Linked DNA regions of Anser cygnoides: region 2 is linked to region 1. A link is a contact called in public Hi-C data. All regions are on one chromosome and are shown on one strand. Each heading gives the region's core, a stretch centred on a gene start, on an enhancer-like site or on the middle of the called end of the contact. The rest is flanking DNA. Distances are from core to core; before and after follow the strand shown. Region 1 has its middle 64 kb from the start of BACH2. Region 2 overlaps BACH2 (BTB domain and CNC homolog 2).

Region 1 (2,729 bases), core at 97-2,596:
ACATTTGAGATCGTGACTCTAGCTCCCAAACATGAGAAATGAGGGATTCCAGATGGGGCGGTATGAGTGACATGACCTGAGGGCACATCCTTCGGCTCCTGAGAAATGAATACCTGAGGGCACCATCCACACAACTCCTCGCTGGTCAGCTGAGCAGGGTCTCCCTGATTTCGTGAGCGTATCTGCTTCAGTGTACATTTCCTTAGGCTTCAGACAGTTTAAGCAACACAAACAGAAAACAGAAAGATGTCCCCCTTTTTTTTTGTCAGCAGCTCTGCATCACTTTTTGGCTGGCAAGTGCAGTATATCTGACAAAGATTGCTCAGTAGGTATTTGCAGTCATAAAAAGATCTGCTTGAGTACCTGAGGCTGGGTCAGTCATGCCCCAGTCTGTGCCCTCTGCCTTATTCTTATCTTGTGTCCCTCACCTTGGCCCTCTCCATTCCCAGCCCTGTGGCCTGCCAGTAACCCATGGGCACCCCCCGAGTCTTCAGTTTCCCTTCATTTCCACTCATCCCCAAACCCAGTTATGTCTTGCTTACTTTAAGACTGATTCATTGCAGCTGTCTGCAATGACTCCTCTTGCACAGCCCCACAGTCTCTACCACCACGTCTGCTCCTGTGCACCCCAGCCAGCTTTCGAGTATTTTCCTGCTCTTAAAGGCCATTCTGAAACGTGGCTACATCCCAAGCTAACTTTCCATTTGTTTTTAATCAAGCTGGTGAATTCCCCATGCAATGTCTTTTGTGTGTGTCATCATCATCATCACTATTATTTCCAGTGCGCCAAAACCTTTAAGGCTCTTTGTTTTAAGACAAAACAATTTTACCACTTAACAATGGGAGGCAGAACGCTGCTGGTTTTCTGAGTTGAGATTAGGTACAAAAGAAAGATTGGAAACCACTGGCCCAAACAGTTCTTAATCCTATGGTAACCTGCAATATGTTCCAGTGCTCGGTTGTCTGTCACTAGAAAAAGTTCCTGAAGGACAGCATAAATCTTCCTTGGTGCAATTTAAGCTCAGTACTTCTTGTGTTATCACCAGAAGGTATGGACAAGACTTCGTTACAGTCTCTGTTGCCGCTACCTTTTATGTGTGTGAAAGTTGTTGTCTTGTCTTTTTCAGACTAGACACATTCTCATGGTTCAGTTTTTCCCCCCCAACTTGACATTTCCTAAACTTCTGATCAGTCTTGTTGCTTTCGTCTGAGCTTTCTCCAGCACTTGAGTAGGGCAGCTAAATATATCACTGCTCTTCTTTGAGATCCAAATTGGCCTTTATGCTATGAGCTATCCTGAGAGTGCCTACAGGATTGATTACTAGCCAATTCACCTAAATCCTTTGCTAAAACACCACTTTCTGAAACAGAGCCCCCATTCCTGTAGGAAAGCTGCTTTTATTTGTCCCTAGCTTCACGGATTTTCATTTGGCTGTCAAAATGGATACTATTTAACTGACCTTCCTTTAACAAGTAATCCAGATCAATTTTTCTAGCTAACCTATCCCTCACACTTCAACATTTTTTTCTGTTTTTCTGCAGACTTTCCACAAAGACCAGAAAGGAATCCTGTGGGACACTGCAAGGAATATCCCCCAGGGTGATAAAATCTCATTTACAAGCAACATTTAATCTGTTCATTATGAGCTCTTTTGACTTTGCATTTATCATTTATTTTCACAGTGTCATGCGCAGTGAAGTCACGTGTCTTACAAAACCCTAAATGCATAGTGTCATCACATTTACCCTTACCAAACTTGAGATCTGCTCAGGAAGCAATAGCAGGTTTGTTATCTGTAAGGGACCTCCAGCTTTCTTAGGGAGGGACAAAGAGTTCAAGTAACAGAAGGTGGTGTGTTGCTTGGAAAAGACCAAAAAAAAAAAATAGAGGCAGGAAATCTGTTAGACATAAGAGGAGTGTATCTGTACTCATTTCATAAAGATATGAATTAAAGACTGGAACTGACTATTACTCTAAATTGATTGCATCTGGTAAGCATTAACTGAGTACACATTTCTGAACTGTTTGCTGTTTTTTTGATCCCACTGGGTAGTCAGCTTCTGATATTTCCACTGAACCATGTTTAATCATGTTTAGCAATATTTTAGTGATAAGAGTTGGTGGCATTATAGCTCCACTTTCAGTCTTTGATGCATATGATTATATTACCTTCTTCAGTGAATGTAAAAATCCTCCAGTAACTTGCACTACTGACGTCTGAGAAAGTCAGGGCTGTTATTGTTTCAGTGTTCAGCATGCTGCCACTTCATTGCTTTGATCCATGGCCTTACGTGGCTTTTTAAAGTGGAGGAGGGTGGAGGGAGAAGGGTCACTGAGCTTGTAAACATTTCTATTACATCAGATTAGTTTCTCTGCCACGTACAATCTGCTGGTGTGACTCAGACTTTCACATTTTATAGTCAGCTATGTCTACAGGGACTACAACCATTCTGAGAAATTCTAGATAAATGTGAATTAGTTTTATTCTTATCTTATTACACAATGTACAATTGTACAAAAAAATGCCCTTTTGTTGTCTTTTAGTGCAGATGTGCAACCACTGGCAGATAATGAGAACAACGTGTTCCCCCTCACCAGCTCCTTTATTCTTTGGCTGTTAGCCTTAACACAGGTTTAGGACTAACCATTCTCATTCATAGTGCTCTCAGTTGCTCTCCACCCACCTCTCAAATTTTTATTGAGGCTGCACAACAGTGATCTGAGATGG
Region 2 (2,729 bases), core at 169-2,668, 240 kb after region 1:
CACAGCTTTGTTTCCTACAGCTCTAGAGCAAATGGCCAAGAGTTTGAACCGTTTATAAAGGTCTTGTTGGTTCCACTCAGTTCTGCCCTCAGTTCTGCCATGCCCGATACATAATGATTGTCTTTTCTCATGCTTATTGGATGAATCCTTTTATTTACTGTGATGTTAAGCCAGGCTTGGGAAGTTCAGTATCTCCACTAGCACTTGGCAGCTCACGGAAGACGACATTGAAATTTAGATATAAAGAAATAGTGAAAAAGCTAATGTATCTCATGAGATAAGGAAATTCCTGACACTTGACATTCATATCTTAGTGAGAGTGAGTACAGGGCCTTGGTCCTTTATTCCAAACTGAAAGAGAGGGGGAAGGACAGCAGCAGGGACTAGTACACTGAGGAAAAAATGCCGCAAAATCATAAGCAAGTTATATTTTTCACCAGGGTGGGTTGGCTGTCCTCTACGGAGTGTATCAGCCAGAATCAGGGGCAGCCGAGGCTGCAGCAGGAGTGGAAAGTGCTGGCTTGTTTGTGGCGTGGTGAAAACACAGCCTCTGCTACTGGTGTAAAAAATCAGAGAAAGCGTAACTGCGTCGATAGTGGAGATTTAAGAGCTCCATTCTCCGTGCGGTTAGCTCTGGCTGGAGTAACTGATGAAAGGAGTGGGCATCCTGCTTACTCTTCTCATTCTGAAATAGTCCAAGCCCGAGTACACAGATATTTCCTGGATATAATTCATAGTTATTCAAAAGAACAGTTTACAGGGCAACATACTTGCTGGGCTTTTCTTCCACAGCTCAGAAAAGATGGAGTATCCTTTTCAGGACAGCCCAGGTAAGCCTTCTCTCATCTCACTCAGATACCTGAAGAGAGAGCATCTTTTCTAAGTCCCATCTCAGCTCCCTCTGTGGGCAGGGAGGAGGAGAAGCCAGGCAGGACGCGTTGCTCTCCAAGGGGCTCTCTCTGCCCGTGATGCCAGCAGCAGGGACTGGGACACGAGCAAGTCTCAGCCCATCGTTTTAGACAGCTCTCAGCCCAATCCCACCCGCGGCTCAGCCATCAGCTCTTGTAAACTGACTTGTGGCTCTGCTGCAATAAATACCGGCTGAGAAGCCTGCCCTGCATCGACGTCAAAGCCGATAGCCTCTCACTGCAGCAATACCACCGTGTAGTTATTCATTGTGTCCATGCCAAAGAGTGGCTTTTTTTTTTTTTTTCCAGTTGACAGCTAATTGAGGAGAGGGAGACAGGCAATAAAAATTATGTGGATGGTGAAGGAAATGAGTCTGACTCACTTCCACTCTCCCTTTCACTTTTTTAATCCTGTGCAGTGCTGCATATGACAGGAGTGGGATTATGCTGGCTGTACTGATAGCAGCCTTTGCCCTGCTGTGTAGGTATTTTTATTTTCAGTCTATTTTTTATTTTTTGAACATGTTTCTCTCCATTTTTCCATTTCCCTTCAGCAACTTCTACCCGACAGATTTAAGTCAATTCCATTTCATTCCTGTTCAAAATGCAGGCACGTTTCCTGCTTGCAGATAAATATGTTTTGAAAGGGAGAGGGAAGGAAGAATAACGTTTTAACATCACTTTCAGCTTGGGACTCGAGCAAATGAGCGAAAACTCTGAATGTGAAAGGAGTGTTTTTGCAGCGAGACTGTGGTGCCTTTCAGTGGCTGTTTTTATTTTCAGACCCTGGGTGAAGCTTGAGAGAAAAGCAGCCGACACCGAGCTTGTGTTTACCGTCCAAAGTGTAGGACGGGGAAATCGAAGAGGTTTCGTGCCGTTAGGCAGCAGTCTGTAAACAAGGCATCCACATCACCATGTCTAAGGTCAACTTCTGTGTACAAGCAGGCGTGGGGGCGATGTTGGCAGGGCCACAAGCTGACCTGCAAAGTAACGCGCCGCAAAGCGGTGGCTGAGCCCCAGTTTCACAGGTGGGGACAGAGGGGCAATGTTCAGGGCATGAAACCGTGTGAAAGGATACTGCGGGTGTTTGCGCCGGGTTTCACGTGGCCCGGGCTTGGAGAAACACAGAGCAACAACAAGGGAGCCCTGGAAAGTGCAAGCTGATAAACAAGGCAGGGAGCTGGCTGCCGCCAGAGGTGCTGGCGTGGGTGGGTGGGTGGACGTCCTTCACAAACTGCACAGACTTCTAAGCTGTGCTGCTATTTATCTCCACATGACTTGAGGTGCACCATTTGAGGACGATAACCATGTTTTAAATATCAAAGGAACCTTTTCAACCAGAGTCTTTTGCTTGGCTGGAGAAACTTCAATCTATTTTCTTTGGTGGCGTGTCTAAAGAATAGTCGCCTTGTTTGAAAGAGGTTGGAGTGTTCCAAACCAGGACAGAAATGTAAATATTTACTGCCATCTTTTGGTCAGTGTGGGTATGACTTTAAAAAAGAAAGGGTCAATCTGGTTACTCAAGTTGTCATCTCCTTCAGATTTGTCAGCTTAGTCTTATTTTATCACCAAATAGAGCAGCACACCTTGAAACACTGGGTTTTGCATAGTTGTATTATCAATCTCAAACGATAAGTGAAGCAGGGCTTGTAGGGAGCCAAGATGTCTTTAATTTGAGCGAGCTGATAGGTTTGTGAAGAAAACCTAACCGAAGTCTTTGAGCACATCTGCCTTTCTCCAGGTTCACTAAGAGTTCGAGAGAGGGTTGGAATATCCGAAGTCACAACCTGTAGCTTCTGCCGCTGGTCTGTGGTTCAAACA

The links. A called contact is a pair of places that touch in the nucleus more often than the background predicts.
Region 2: a Hi-C map of liver shows a contact between it and region 1, with 3 times the contacts expected there. The contact joins two enhancer-like sites. A contact is called at or near these places in 4 of 7 Hi-C or Micro-C datasets (granulosa cells and liver).

Annotation. Positions count from the first base shown.
Region 1 is chr3:82,617,170-82,619,898 of Taihu_goose_T2T_genome, forward strand. No RefSeq gene overlaps it. Among named protein-coding and RNA genes, the nearest start is that of BACH2, 64 kb to the right of the region's middle. Within about 2 kb of position 1,347, at least 2 of the 3 cell types and tissues checked have open chromatin away from gene starts, as enhancers often do. A contact at or near this core is called in liver, where this site is marked.
Region 2 is chr3:82,858,998-82,861,726 of Taihu_goose_T2T_genome, forward strand. All of the region lies in intron 5 of BACH2 (BTB domain and CNC homolog 2), which reads left to right. Among named protein-coding and RNA genes, the nearest start is that of GJA10, 23 kb to the right of the region's middle. Within about 2 kb of position 1,419, at least 2 of the 3 cell types and tissues checked have open chromatin away from gene starts, as enhancers often do. A contact at or near this core is called in liver, where this site is marked.